Linked DNA regions of Mus musculus: region 1 is linked to region 2. The links are chromatin contacts, called in public HiChIP or PLAC-seq maps. All regions are on one chromosome and are shown on one strand. The core of a region is the stretch at or near the end of the contact, and the rest is flanking DNA. Distances in the headings are between cores, read along the strand shown. Region 1 holds the start of Tada2b (transcriptional adaptor 2B). Region 2 holds the start of Trmt44 (tRNA methyltransferase 44).

Region 1 (6,713 bases), core at 432-2,931, 910 kb before region 2:
TTCAAAGTCGATGAGGAGCAGCCCCTCAGCCAAGTCCTCCTGGGCCTTCATCCTGGTTTCAAAGTGTACCAGGCTCTGCTTCAGCTGCACGTTCTCGAGACGCACGGCGCTCATCTCCTTCTCCTTCTTATCCTCCAGGGCCTGAAGCTGTTCCACCTCTCTCAGGGCAGCCTGGCGCCCACCACGCGTGCGGCAACTGCCCATGACCTGCATCACCACCTGCTTCTTGAGGGCCTGGAAGCGCCGCCACTCTTTCTCCACCCTGGTCTGCTTCTCTTGGCACTGCTGCTTCAGCTCCCGTACCTCCTGACGGTACCACTCTAAGTCGTCTGCCTCTTGTTTCTTCAGTTCCTCCAGCATGGCCAGATAGCGCAAGTATGCTTGCTCTTTCTCGGGAGATTCGGGTTCAGCGCTCTTGTCCCCAGGTTCCGCCGCTGCTTCCAGCCCCTTCTTGCGTAGGGTCTCGTGAATCTTCTGCTGTAGGTACATGTTGTAGCGCTGATAACGGTTCCGCTCCACTAGCAGGGAGTGGTACTGTTCCACCAGCTCGCCGCGCAGTTGCTGCTCTTGCAGCTTCTGCATGTCCGCTGTCCACTCAAACTCTTCAGTGGACGCCCCTTTTTGTTTCTCCTCTTCCTTGGCCTCTCCAGGGTGAAGTTGCTCTTCTGTGCTTTTGTGTCGTTCTCGATCTGTCCCCTCGATCTCTTCACTGTCTCTCTTCTTCAGTGACTCCCTTGCTTTCTCTTTCGCAGCTTGTGGGCCTGGGGCAGCCCCCTCCTCAACAATTGTGGTCAGCGGTAGAGATGGCCGGAACCGTGACTCCTTCCTCTTCTCCCTCTTCCCCTTGCCCTTCGGCTTCTCTGGCCTGTCCCGTTCCTCTCCCTCATCCTCATCCTCATCCTCATCCTCGTCCTCGTCCTCGTCCTCATCCTCGTCCTCATCCTCGTCTTCGTCTTTGTCCTCTGGTTCCTTGGACTCCGGCTTGGTCTTGGGCTGGGTCTGTGGCAGACTCTCTGGCTCTCGGGACACGGCCTCGCCCGCGGTCTCAGCGGCCCCCGGACTTTCCGGGACCTCAACATGCGCGTAATCGATCCCCTCCGAATCCTTCGCTTTTGAGCTGTCCGACACCGGCTGGGTCTCGCTCTCAGGCTCCCGCCCTTGCGTCGGCTCCGGCTCTGGCTTCGGCTCTGGCTCCTGCTCTACAGGGTTGGCCGGAGTCAGAGGTTCGGAGCTAACCTTGATCTCGAGCGACTGCCTGGCCAGGCCTTCCTCGGCTCGGTCTTTGCCCTCGATGTCCCCGTAGTGGCTGTCCATTTTCGACCCGCCGGCCCCGCTCTGAGGCCGGCTGATGCCTGCTGTTAGGTTTCCCGGGGCAACCAGGGCGCGCGGTGGGCCCCGCGATTGGTCACCCGCCTTCCATTTCTCTCCACCTCCCGGCAATATTAGGCCAATGAAGATCTGCGAACAGGTGAAGGGAGGCGCTAATTGGACGCTGGTTCCCGAGAGGCGTGGCCCGCACGGCCTACTTCCGGTCCGCGCCCCGCCGGCTGACAGGCTTAGGGCGGGGCCTCGCGGCTCCTCCAGTCCATGAGGCCGCGGGAGGCGCCGGCGCGCAGGCGCAGAGCAAAGACTCGGCTGTCCGCGAGAGGGCGCGCGGGGGGCGCCTGCGCGATGCGGCGGGGAGACAGCGGCTGCGGCGGCGGCGGCCGGGCCGGGCCGGAGGGCGCCTGCGTGCTGAGGCGGGACGCGGCCCGCCTGGCCGGCTCCGGCGGCGCCTGGGCGGGGGCGGCCGTGGCAGCGGCCGGCAGCGGCACGGGCGCGGCGGGCGCAGCGAGCCCGGCAGGCGGCGGGGCGCTGACGGCCGGGGGCGCGGCGGCTGCGGGCCGGGCGGCGGGCGAGCGGGGGAAGATGGCGGAGCTGGGTAAGAAGTACTGCGTGTACTGCTTGGCCGAGGTGAGCCCGCTGCGCTTCCGCTGCACAGAGTGCCAGGACATCGAGCTGTGCCCCGAGTGCTTCTCGGCCGGCGCGGAGATCGGCCACCACCGCCGCTACCACGGCTACCAGCTGGTAGACGGCGGACGATTCACACTCTGGGGTCCTGAGGCGGAGGGCGGCTGGACCAGCCGCGAGGAGCAGCTGCTGCTGGACGCCATCGAGCAGTTCGGCTTCGGCAACTGGGTGAGCGGCGGGCTACGGCTAGAAGGGAGGGCATGGCTGGCTGGCTCGGTGTACGTTGCGGAGGGCCGCAGGTGGTCGGATGGTTGTGTCCGGAACGTGTTGGTCACCAGCGGTCACACAGCTGGTAGAGCAGGGCCTTGACCCATTGCCCCGACACGGAGCTGTCTGCCCTTCACACTCGTCCTCAAGAGGTGTGCATTGAACGCGGGTAGAGGGTAGGCCCTGTGCGTTGCCAGGCTTATCCTTGAGTCAGATGGCAGCAAGCTAGATCCCACTGTCCTTTGCTGAGTTCCCCTAGTACGGTTGTGTTCTCCTGGGCATAGTGGTGGGGAAGGCCAGAAGCCTGGGGCTGCCCGTCCCGCCTGCACTTAGTCTGCATTCAGGGCTTCGTGTGCTTTCTGTGGGTGTCAGCATGTGCCCTGTGCTAAGGTTCTCAATGAGTAGCAGTATCTTGTTTAAGTCTTAGTCTCCACAGCACCCAGGACATGGTGTGATGGGTGGACAGTAAAGAATGAACAAAGGCGTGTTCCTGAAGAGGCATGGATCCTGGGGTCTGCTTTCTAGCTGTCAGGTTTCTGTAGAGGTAGCTCACTGGTAGTAAGAGCCTTCATGTGTGCCAGCCAGATAGTGTGCTGGGCTCCTGGTTGTTCTCTGGCTGTCTCTAAGGAGCTCTCCTTTCTATTCCTCACCTATGTTAGGGATGAGATCTGGCTGCATTGTCACCATTGCCTCCAAGAATATGTCACATCTTCAAGCTTTCAGAGAAGCAGGGAGCTCGGCATGACCCTCTCCTGTCCAGACTCTTCCCTGGTATGTTAGGGCCCTCTGACCCTAGCTTCCCCGAGCTTCCCCTACTCCAACCCTACTGCCCTCCTGTTTCAGATCGTCGTAGAATGAGTGACCTTCTGGACCCACTTCCCCACTTAGGAAGGAGTCTACTCCACAGATGTCTTACCAGTGAGCAACACTGGCTCCTGCTCTCTAAAAACAATGGGTTACTTTGTCTCTAAGTGGTGTTTATTGGTGTGTATTGCGCATATGCTTTGTACAGATCAGGCAACATGAAGGACCTTGAAGAAGAGCCTCAGTGCTGAAAGTGTGGCATTCATATGCTCTGTTTCTGGAGCTTGTCGCATACCTGGTGATCCCTCTCTACCTGATTGCCTGTGAAGACTCACTTGTCCTCAGTTATACACAGAGCCAACCTAAAGCCATCAACCACATCCAATTGGTCAGTGGTCATGTATTGAAAAGATGTGCATAATGTAGCTACTGACCTACTCTTCTGGCCTGACCCATGATGGTGCTTACCTCTCGTGATCACTTCTCATGGTTTTACCGTTCTCTTCCTTCTGTTCTGTAACCCTTCTCACACATGAACATAGGGCATTTGGAGCATAAGCCGCATCTTGTTGGCCCTCAGCAACTTCAGTTCTGCTTCTTAGATTACACTCCAGTGCCTGCAGGGCCTGACAATGTCTATGGCTCTCTGTGAGCTCACGCGGAGTCCATTGATCATTTCCTTTCTTCTGCCTGAGGTGTTCTCACCTCAGTCAAGACTACTGACTGATCTCTGGCCTGCGTGTCACTGCTTCTGAGAGCCTTTCTTTCCTCACACCAGTCCTCTAGCACTTATTTCCAGAGGAGACACTGAAAAGAGTGAGAGTGTTAGTCTCAGCACTGCGCTTGCTTTAGCTCTTGAAATCTGGGCTGTATTTAGGGAACCCTGCAGAAGAATATAAGAGCCAGAGGTCAGGAGGACACCAGGAGAACAAGGCCCTCTAAATGAGCTGAGCAAAGCTCCGATGAACTCAGATGAACAGAGGCTGAAGCAGCAAGCACAGGGCCAGCATGGGTCTGGGCCAGCATGGGGCGGCACCACGTCCTCTATGTATATAGTTTTCTTTTCAGTTTAGTATTTTTATGGGACTTGCAAGTGTGAACGAGTGGGTCTCTGATTCTTATGCCCTTTCACTTGCTTCTGTTGGTTTGTCTTGTCCAACTTCAGTGTTTTGGCTTTGTTCTATCTTACTTTGTTAAAAAGGAAATGCAAGCCCGGTCTGTAGAGTCTGTAGTGTAGCTCAGCTAGTGTTTGTGCCCATTTGTGCAGCGCAGTCAGAAGCCCAGCACTCAGGAACTAAAACACGGAAAATGTGGATGAACAGACAGGCTGGGGAAGGCCTCTTCTGAAGCAGCTCTTTCAGGCTTGAAGGCCAGAGGAGCTTGTTCAGGGGGCAGGTTCTCATGAGGCCCAGTCTCAGCGCTGGAAGAAGTAAAGACCAAGGGGAAGAGCCTTGGGGCTTGACTGCCTGTGTGTGCATGGACTGCTGCTACCTGCTGAAGCAGCAGGAGTCTCAGGGTCAAGCAGAGAGATGCAACCACTGAGCCTTCACTCAGGAATAGGAGGCTCTGTGACCCCTTGTGTATGTGCTCTCTTAGGCCAGTTGCTTTACTCCTCTGCGCCTTTGTTTTCTCCACCAGAGGCACTATAGCTTGGATATGTGGCTCTTTTCTGAGCTTGTAGCCTACTTCACTGAAGCAGGTCTCAGTTTGAATCTGTGTAGAGCCTGTGCCAGCTCTGTTGTACCCTTTATGTATATATCATATGACTTGCACAAGTAGCACTGTGGGGGTGAATTTATGTTCTTAGTTTGCAGTTGAAAGATGGCAACTGTGAGAATATAAGCTACTTGTGAAGAATTCCATAGCTTTGCCCGTGATGGCTAGGTGTGATTATAATTTGGGTCTCTGCTACAGCACTAAGAGCATTAAGTAATGTAGTTGACACCAGAAGTTTACTGGTACAGTTGGAGGTGTGGTACCACCAGAAGGCTTTCCACCAGCCCTGGCTGGAACCTGTACTACAGAGAAGTCACAGAGGGGCTCATACCATAGAAGGGAGGTTGACTGAGAGAAGAGGTGGCCCTCAGCAACACACACAGGTCAGGCCTACCCAGGTGCCTAGAGGCTCCAGACAGCTGCTCCGTGGTGGGCTCTGGAACCCATGAGAACAAGCATGCAGACATTCAGAGCTTCAGAATAATCCAAGCTTTGGTAGATGAGTCACCAATTTTGTTTCTTGGCTCTAAAGACGCTGGACTGTTACAGAAGAGGCAGTTTGAGAGGACCAGCTCCTCTACGGGGCCATCCACCCGGGGAAAGTGGGGTTCATGCCAGCTTATGTGGTTTTGAATGTAGTAAGAGGAACCAACGGAGAAGATTCTTGTCCCTAGGGACAGATGGGGCACCCTGGGTAGCACATCTACACTCAGGCTAAAACATGTGCCAGGTGCTAGACAGAGTTGTGGTAAGGGTGTTAAGGCTGATGCCCATTGCCTGGTGCCAGGCCTCAAGGCAGGTGTGTTGTACTATTCCCTTATTCCTCTGACTGTTCCACACTCTAAGGCAGATGCCCCCATCCCCCTCTTTACTGTAGCCAACTGTACTAAAATGTGAGCTCAGCTAGAATCTGGGCCCAGGTCTTTGTGGCCCATGCCTCGTTGGATCACTGACAGCATAGTACAGACCTGCTGGTGCCAGGTACCAGCCCAGGTACTGTCTTGTCATCTATAGGATCTCCCAGGCTTTAGGACCATCGTTCTTTTCACCAGGGTGGAAGACGTTCAGAGTTAGTAGCAGGAGTGAGTCGTCAGCCTATGTGTCTGACAAGATTGGTAAACATGATAAGGATAGACTAGAGGAGGAAAAATCCTGGGTAATTAAACAGCTTGGGGGTCACATAGAGCACTAACTCCCAATTGTTAGCTGAATCAGACTAACCAGGGGAGAGTACTTAAACACAGAAGAGGCTGGAGCAGTGCCCAAGGAAATGAGGTCTTAGGGTTGTCCAATACTCAGAAGAGTAGTGTGAGTCGGCTATCTCAAAGGCCAACTGTGTCCTGTAAGGCAGGAAGAAAAGTCATGGCTAGATGTCCCTTTGCATAACTGGCTGAGCTAGTGGTGGCCCAACCTGCCTTTTTCCTGGCCACACTGTCCTGCTGCCCCTCTCAAGACTCTGGGAGGGTGTGGTCTGATCGTGTACAGAGTCATGATGGGGTAGCAGGTGCAGCAGTGGCTTAGCTGTGAGAGCTCACTGGGGGCTTGAGAGGCTGACAGCAGCTTTGGCTAGCACTGACCATCTGGGGATGAAGAGAACGAGGTAGAACTGCCTGGGAGCACTTTATTGGGTATGTTGTCATCAGTGCTTTGGACCTGCCTTCCCCTGGTGGCTTCCGCCCTGTAGGTGCACCTAATAGGAAAGGGGGCTGTGGATTTTGTACCTTTTGATAGAGGCTCCTTCATTTGAAGAGGGGAAAAAGGAGCCAGGGCTCCCTCTACACAGAGGATACATGATCCTTCCTACCCCAAAGTCCAGCCTCAAACCTTTTAGGAAAGAAAGCCCAGCCCCTGGTTATGGCCAACCTCAACCTGATTTGTGCTTCACAGTCTAGTTGCTGGAAGAATAAAGACAACAATGGAGTTAAGTGTCAGCTGGGTTGTGGTGGGGTTGTCTATTGAAGAGGAAGGACAGGAAG
Region 2 (7,059 bases), core at 1,448-3,947:
CAGAGCAGCATGTGTCCTTAACAGCTAAGCCATTTCATCACCTCCTCCCAGGAGTGAAGATATTCAAAAGAGACATTGTGCCCTCTAATTTGTCTTATCAGATAATAGAAAAGATGGTGCAACTTTTGAGAAAAGGCACAAATCAACTCTCTTTAAATCACGTCACTGAGCTCTTGCCATACCTTTGAGGTCAGAGGTGCCACAGTGAATCACTAGCTTCCCTGTCTCTTCACCACCCCCACCCCCACCACACATGAACTTTGCTTTCCAGACTCCGTGGATACTGACTTGTTGGTTAGCCTCCTCTGTCAGCTAGCAGCTTCTCAGAGACAGGGTCTGTTTAGCCCTGTACCTGAGTCCCCACAAACATGTACAGCTAACATTGATCTCTACCTGCTGTAGCACCACTAACACCTTCCAATAGATTAGCATTGCCATTCAGCAGGCAGAAGTCCTTTGCTCTAACTGGTTAGAGGCAAGAGGAAGCTCTTCAAGAACTGTCTGCTTTGTGGTGGCTTTTGTATCCCTTAGCTTAGGCTACCCTTGAGTTCATGGCAGCACACAGCATTAACAGCAGCCATTTGCACCCTCTAGTGTCATTATCTGTGTAAGCTTAAGGTTATGGGACCCTTAGTCCTACAGTGACAAGTGTTACAGCTCTTCTATAGGGTTAGAGTGTCAGAACCCCACAGCCTCACACTGCACCAGTGTTAACAGTTCCTGCATGTGGTGTGTCTGAGCCCCTTGACTCCCAAGTCCTGACAGCTCTGTGGAACTCTTCAAGCTCTTTACAGCCTTCTCTCCGTCAGCCTTAATTCCTTACTCTCACTCTTTAGCCCCACTGTATGATTTCTGCTCTGGCTGCCTCTCTTGCTATGACCACAGCCGCGGCTATTGTTTGCTACTGCTCCATTTTGCTGTCCTCACTGGTGTTGCAGCTGCTGCCGTCACTCTCTGTTACCACTCACCGCCAGCTCCCACCACCCCCTCTATTACTTCCAAACTTCCCTCGGCCACCCGTGCAGTCCCCGTTACTTGAGCAAAGCAGCCATAGTTGTTGTTTAGCTGCTGTAAAGTGCCCCTGGTTCCCTAAGGGACATAATGAAACCCAGGAGCAGCAACAAAGTGAAACTTTGGCCTACATGGGTGTTGCCAAGAGGTTGGGAGATGAGGTCAAAGATGCGTGTTTGGCTCTTTGGACCATTAGAGCAGAGGCATGTGGTTGTTGTGCTGATATAAAAACACAGCTTTGACCTTAAAGGGAGTGAGGGATAGCTTAGTCTGGAGACAAATATGAGTGACTATGGTTTAAAAACTATGTTCATACGTGGTGACAGTTTTTTTAATAGTAACAAAATCCATAAAGTAAGTATTTTTAAAATACAAGGATGGGTACCAACAGGTAGGTGGGTTAGAACAATGAGGGGAAATTGCTGGAGACATTTTTAGCCTTCATGTTGGTGGAAGCTAATAGTTTGTACATTCCAAAGGATTTAACAAATACTTTGTTTCGGACCTCAGGTAACAAAGTAAGAAATGAAAGACCCACAACGTGAGGACTCCCCCACGTTCTGACTCAGGAGAGGCGACACCCCAAAATCACCCACAAGAAACGGGCCTGTTGCAAAATGCAAGAGGATTTTTATTCAAGAGCGCTCTCGGGCCCACGGTCATACACCACGAAGGGGTAGAGGACCGTGGCGCCCCGAGTAGCTGAGTAAGGGGGTATTTAAAGGAAGAAACCACAACTCAAGGAGGTGGGAAGGGCATTGTTGGAAAATAACAAAAATACCAGTTAAGAGTCACAAGGAAGTGCAAAGTTACAAGAGTCACGAGGAATACCTGGTAATTGTGAGGGTTATTTTTCAAAACAGTTTCTAAGAGCCCCTAACAAAAGCACATTTGTATATGGCAATGGTCAGGGTGACTTTCTTTGAATGAGCACTCTTTGAACCCAGGAAGCGGGTGGGTAGAGGAATGTCGCTATCTGTTTTATGATTAGCATACCTTTACAAAGGCCACATTCCCAAGCCTGGGCCTAAAGGCCTAGAATTCTGTTTTTACTTTGTTATACTTTCAGAACGTCTGTGTTATAGGTTTCTTATGTTTTCTGATGCCAGCTTTATCTTTTGGGTTGGTAGGAGGTTACTTTCTGGCAAGTTAATGTATTCCAGTCAAAGAATTTGGAGTCAGACACAGGTGGGCAATGCATGGCTATAAAGGAGCTAAATAATCGCCCAAGGTAATGCTAGCTTTGGGTCCGCATTCCAATTCTTTACAATCATGAAGTTGTAGTTAGCCAACCAGCTTTGTAGAATCCTTCATATAAGTGTGGCTTTCTGCTGAGTGTATCAGTTACGTCTTGTTTGCTCAAGTAACTTCCTCTCCTCTCAGTATTATTAGCTTTGTCGTGAGAGGTGGAACCTCTGGGGGCAAAATTTCATTTAGGGGGCACGAATCGGATGTACCGCTTGGGAGCTCTTATTTCCAAGCAAGAAAGCAAGCAGAGAAGGGGTTGTACATTCAGTCGTTGAGGACCCCAGGAGGCTGTATCCACTGCGGCCCACACTCTGCTCCTCCCGCGTCCCAGGCTCCGCCAGCGGCTCCGAAGCTACCGCCCAGCAAAAAGGACAAAGGGATGGCCTTCCGGGTCCAGGCTCTAACTCCCGTGAGTCAATGCGCTTCCGGGTCGCGTCATCCCAACGCGCCGAGCGCGCAGCCATGGAGGAGCTGGGTAGAGTGCGGCTAAGCGATCCTGATGCCCTGCTACCTGCAGGCTTCTGGGCCGCCGTGACCGTGTGGCTGGAGAGGCCACAGGTGGCCAACAAGAGGCTGTGCGGCGCCCGCATGGAAGCCCGCGGGAGAACTTTGCGGTCCCACGCCCAGGCGGAGTGTGGACCGCGGCAGGGACAGGGACACGGGCTGGAGAGGGAACCCGGACAGGCTTCTCCTAAAGGAGAGCCAGAGTCGGGACCTAGGGCGAGCCGCGAAGGCACCGCTCCCGCGGCTGACCTGAACTCGCTATGGGACCGAGTCTCCCAAAGCCTCGTCCACGCCAATCCGGAAATGCTGGCCTTCCTCTGTGGCCCCTCGTTGGGTCCTCAGCCTGAAGCCGCGCAGGAGCTCGACCTGATTCTCAGGACTGTCATCCCGAAAGCGAGCCCGCACTCCCCACTCACAGAGCCGAAGAAAGAACTGGTAGTGCAAGGTAGGAGAGTAGTGGGAAGAGCGCAAACAGACTGAAAAGCGTTCGCTTTTTGAGACAGGGCCTTATATGGCCTGGAATTCGCTATGTAGAACAGGCTGGCCTCGAACTCACAGAGATACACCCGCCTCAGCCTTCCAAGTACTGGGATTAAAGGAGCGCCACACCACCCACCACCCAGCTCTGGCCTTGTATTGTCTAAGTGCTAGCTATAATGGTGTGTCCAAAGTGTAGAGCCCTCTCCCCAGTGCTGGACAGCCACTAAGGACTGGAAAGCATTACTCTCCTGTCCATCGCTGCTCAGTTCTACTTCCAAGGGATCCGTTTAGAGCAGTTATGACCTGATAGCCTTGTCTTTCCCCCTCAGATGTCTCCAGTGGGAGTGTCACCTTTTTGCCCTTGGAAGAAGATAATGAGGGGAATTTGGAGGTTAAAACGAGCAACGTGTATCAACTCCATCTCCATCACAACGAAGGAGAATGGTAAGAGCTGGACGCTGCTGTTGCACCACTATGTGATGCCCATCCCGGATGTCCTATCAGCAGTCAACTGGAAGATTCTGGGGTACAGAAGAGCCAAGGTCTTGTGTTGGTTGGCTGATCTCAGATGTATACTATAGTCACCACTCTGCTGGTTCCTGGCGCTGGTACTGGATTGGGGATCACAATGTAGCCAGAGTCCTTGATCTCTATATTCCATATGCCGGTAGGGGTGTACAGCAACTAGCTGGGGTACTCTGTTAGTCAGCTTTCTGTTGCATAATACCCAAGGGAGTCAACTTAAGGATGCTTGAGGGCCAGTGAGATGACTGTGCATAAAGGTGCTCGTTTCAAATCTTACAAGCTGAGTTTGATCCCTAGAGCCCACATGTTCTGTGAGCTGTCCTCTGTCTTTTAAACACACACACACACACACACACACACACACAGATATAGATGTATGTGTATAATTTTAAACGGGTATCATATTTTAGTTTGTGATCATTCCCTCTTTGGTTTTGGGGCCTGTAGTGAGGAACTAGGAGCATAAGGGACCATGGACAAAATCTGCCCTTAAAAGCCCACCGCCAACACAACTCCCTGCTTACTCCAACAAAACCTCACTCACCCTCTAAGTCCCCACCACCGCCAATGTCCCTTAAGCTGAGTGTATCTACGAGTTAGCCTGTTGATGAGGTTGGTCCTGTCATGGTCCAGTCACCTCCCCAAGGTTCCACTTTTAAACTCAGCTGAATTGGGGACTGAGCCTTCAACATAGGAGCCTTTAGGGGACTTTTTATCTAGACCAAATTCACATGAGCTCTATCCGATTATCATACTGCTATTTGTGTATCTTGGTCCAGAGTAGGGGGTGGAATATCCTGTCATAGTTTAGAGTCCCTCTTATAAAGTACAGGTTTGTCATTCAGTGGTAGAACACCTGCCCATTTTGTGCCTTAGCGAGGTCTTGGGTTTGATACCTGCAACAACAACACGCACACACACACACACATGCACATGCACACACACACACACACACATACACATACACACATTGAAAGAATGCTGTAGTTGCTCCTCCCTTCTGGGAAAATGAACATGTCACTTAGGACTAAGGATTGAAGCTAGCATTCTCATTGGTATTTCTCTTATTTTTGAAGGTTCATATCTGTTTTAATTTTCTGTCCAGAGAGATGGCATTCAGATGGTGTTGTCTATCCTAAGCCTGCCTGGCTCGGAGAAGAACTGCTGTCCAAGCTGGCCAGGTGGGCGGTGGAGAACAGGAAGAGCGAGTTTAAAAGCACACTTTCCCTGGTGTCTATCCTGCGCTATAGCAGGATGTACCAGGAGCTCAAAGAGAAATACAGAGACATGGTAAAGGTAATGCTAGCGGCGTGTCCGTGGTCCCCTCATTTAACAAGTGATTAACCAATGCCTACCAGGGAGACCCTGTTGCCTGTGGGTACCACAATGAAATCCAACTTTGGGTACAGATAGTGTAAACCAAGCACATGTTTGAGTACAATTTTAAAACCAGAAGTAAACTTTTTCACATTTTTCAAGAACTCAAAAGGGGAATTTTAATCTAAAAAAAAAAAATCAATAAACATGTGTTAGTTACCATATTATAAGGTTTACATTGTGTTTAAATTTCATTTTGTTTTTTTGAGAGAAGGTCTCTATGTAGCCCATGTTAGCCTGAAACTTACGGTCCTTCTGCCTTGTCCTCCAAGTGCTAGGAATGTGCCACCCTGTGGATCTGGCCAGTTTAAAAGAAATTATTTTAATTTTTTTATTTATGTGTGTGTCTGTGTGTGGGGATGTGTTCGTGTGTATGCAGTTGCCCATAGAGACTTAACTGGGTGTCAGATTCTCCTGAGGCTGGACTTACAGGCAGTGGTGGAAGCTGCCTGACCTCCGTGCTGAGAACAAACTCAGGTTCTTTGCAAGAGCAGTAAGTCCTCAAGCACTGGGCTGTCTCTTCAGCCCTGGCCTCATTAACTTAAAGCTATTTCTCAGATAGTTAAAAAAGCTCTGTTCTTCATGATAACACAAACTTGGAGTTAGTCCTTGCATTATAAGGCAAAGTAGCCAAAGCCGCAGGCTTGGCGCCTCAGTGATTCATTATAAAGATATGGTTCAGATCTGTACAACAGCTGGGCTCCCTTCCCCTGAAGACCCTGGCCCTGGGAAGGTCTTCTGTCCCCCTGGAACTCTACCTTTAAGGAAGTACTCCTGGTTTTCAGCTGTTCCCAGGGCGTGGTTTATGCATTGCGTAATTCACTGTATCTCTCCCGTGACTCTCAAGGTGTCTTAACTGTCCTGCCTATCATCAGCAGAGCCTGGCCCTGAGCCAGTCTGTGGGCATCTGTACCACTCTCAGCATTTCTTCATCTGAGTGCTTGCACGAGTATGTGTGTGAGAGTGCATGGACCTGTGCACGCACATGCAGAGTTGTGGCCTGCTCCATCATGAGGGTTTTACACTGAACCGGGAGCTAGCCTGGCAGTCAGCAAGCCCCAGCCACCTCCTATTTCCACTGACCCGGGGCTGGGACTACAGGGCCCCTCATAACCATACATGGCTTTTTATGTGGGTACTAAGGATTTGAACTCTGATCCCCAGGCTTGCAAAGCAAGCACTTTACCCACTGAGGCACCTGCCTAGCCCTGCCTTCTCCCTCATTTCACTAGTCATTGTCTCTACCCAGATAAGCTGACTTTTCTGTGACTAACATCTTAAACTATATCGTTGATTTCGGATCACTTTGTGCAGGACACAATCTGTCCTTTACAAGCAGTGTAATAACTGTGTTTGTATAAAGTACTTATAGCAAGCAACCAACTGTGAACTTGCCTTTGAAATGCAAGTGCCTTTATTATGTGATTAGTTTGGTTTGACCCAGGCTGTTTAGAGATATTTAAGTTGTTGATTTTAGAGCTATTTACATATTCTCTGAACACATTTTAGGTTTGGCCTGAAGTAACAGATCCTGAAAAGTTTGTCTATGAAGATGTGGCCATTGCTACGTATCTGCTGGTAAGAAAACTCTCAGTGTTCACATTCACATGGAGTGTGTGAAGCTTGCCTCTGGAAGATGCTACTGGTTGGGGGTGGGACATTCATCAAGTCAGGACTTGTGTTTGGCCCCCGCTATGAAATGCCTTCACATCCTGCTTGACTCCTGCACGAGCACAGAGCACGTGTGAATCAGGAAGCTGGAGGGCAGACGGGCAGGAGTCAGTCATCGAGGAACAGCTGTCACTGGAGGCACCAACAATCTAGTGCCATCCAGCTGAGGTCTGGGCCTCTCTCCCCTAATCTGTCCTTAACTTGCTAGCCGGCCAGCTGAAGTGAGCACTTCTTTTCTCAGCA

What was found. HiChIP or PLAC-seq counts read pairs in DNA pulled down with a chosen protein or histone mark.
Region 1: a contact with region 2 is called in an H3K4me3 HiChIP or PLAC-seq map of bone marrow-derived macrophages, with 3 times the contacts expected there. The contact joins the promoter of Tada2b here to the promoter of Trmt44 in region 2. A contact is called at or near these places in 5 of 39 promoter capture datasets (liver, neutrophils, second pharyngeal arch cranial neural crest and 1 more), 2 of 484 Hi-C or Micro-C datasets (CD8 T cells and regulatory T cells), 1 of 115 datasets of contacts at active chromatin or transcription factors (bone marrow-derived macrophages) and 2 of 9 other capture datasets (adipose tissue and liver).

The regions. Positions count from the first base shown.
Region 1 is chr5:36,479,253-36,485,965 of GRCm38.p6, reverse strand. It overlaps Tada2b (transcriptional adaptor 2B), which reads left to right and starts at 1,681. Exons shown (of 2, transcript NM_001170454.1): 1 at 1,681-2,178. The coding sequence starts at 1,909. It overlaps Ccdc96 (coiled-coil domain containing 96), which reads right to left and starts at 1,378. Exons shown (of 1, transcript NM_025725.3): 1 at 1-1,378. The coding sequence starts at 1,314.
Region 2 is chr5:35,570,708-35,577,766 of GRCm38.p6, reverse strand. It overlaps Trmt44 (tRNA methyltransferase 44), which reads left to right and starts at 2,697. Exons shown (of 11, transcript NM_030208.3): 1 at 2,697-3,208; 2 at 3,573-3,687; 3 at 4,845-5,064; 4 at 6,655-6,723. The coding sequence starts at 2,722.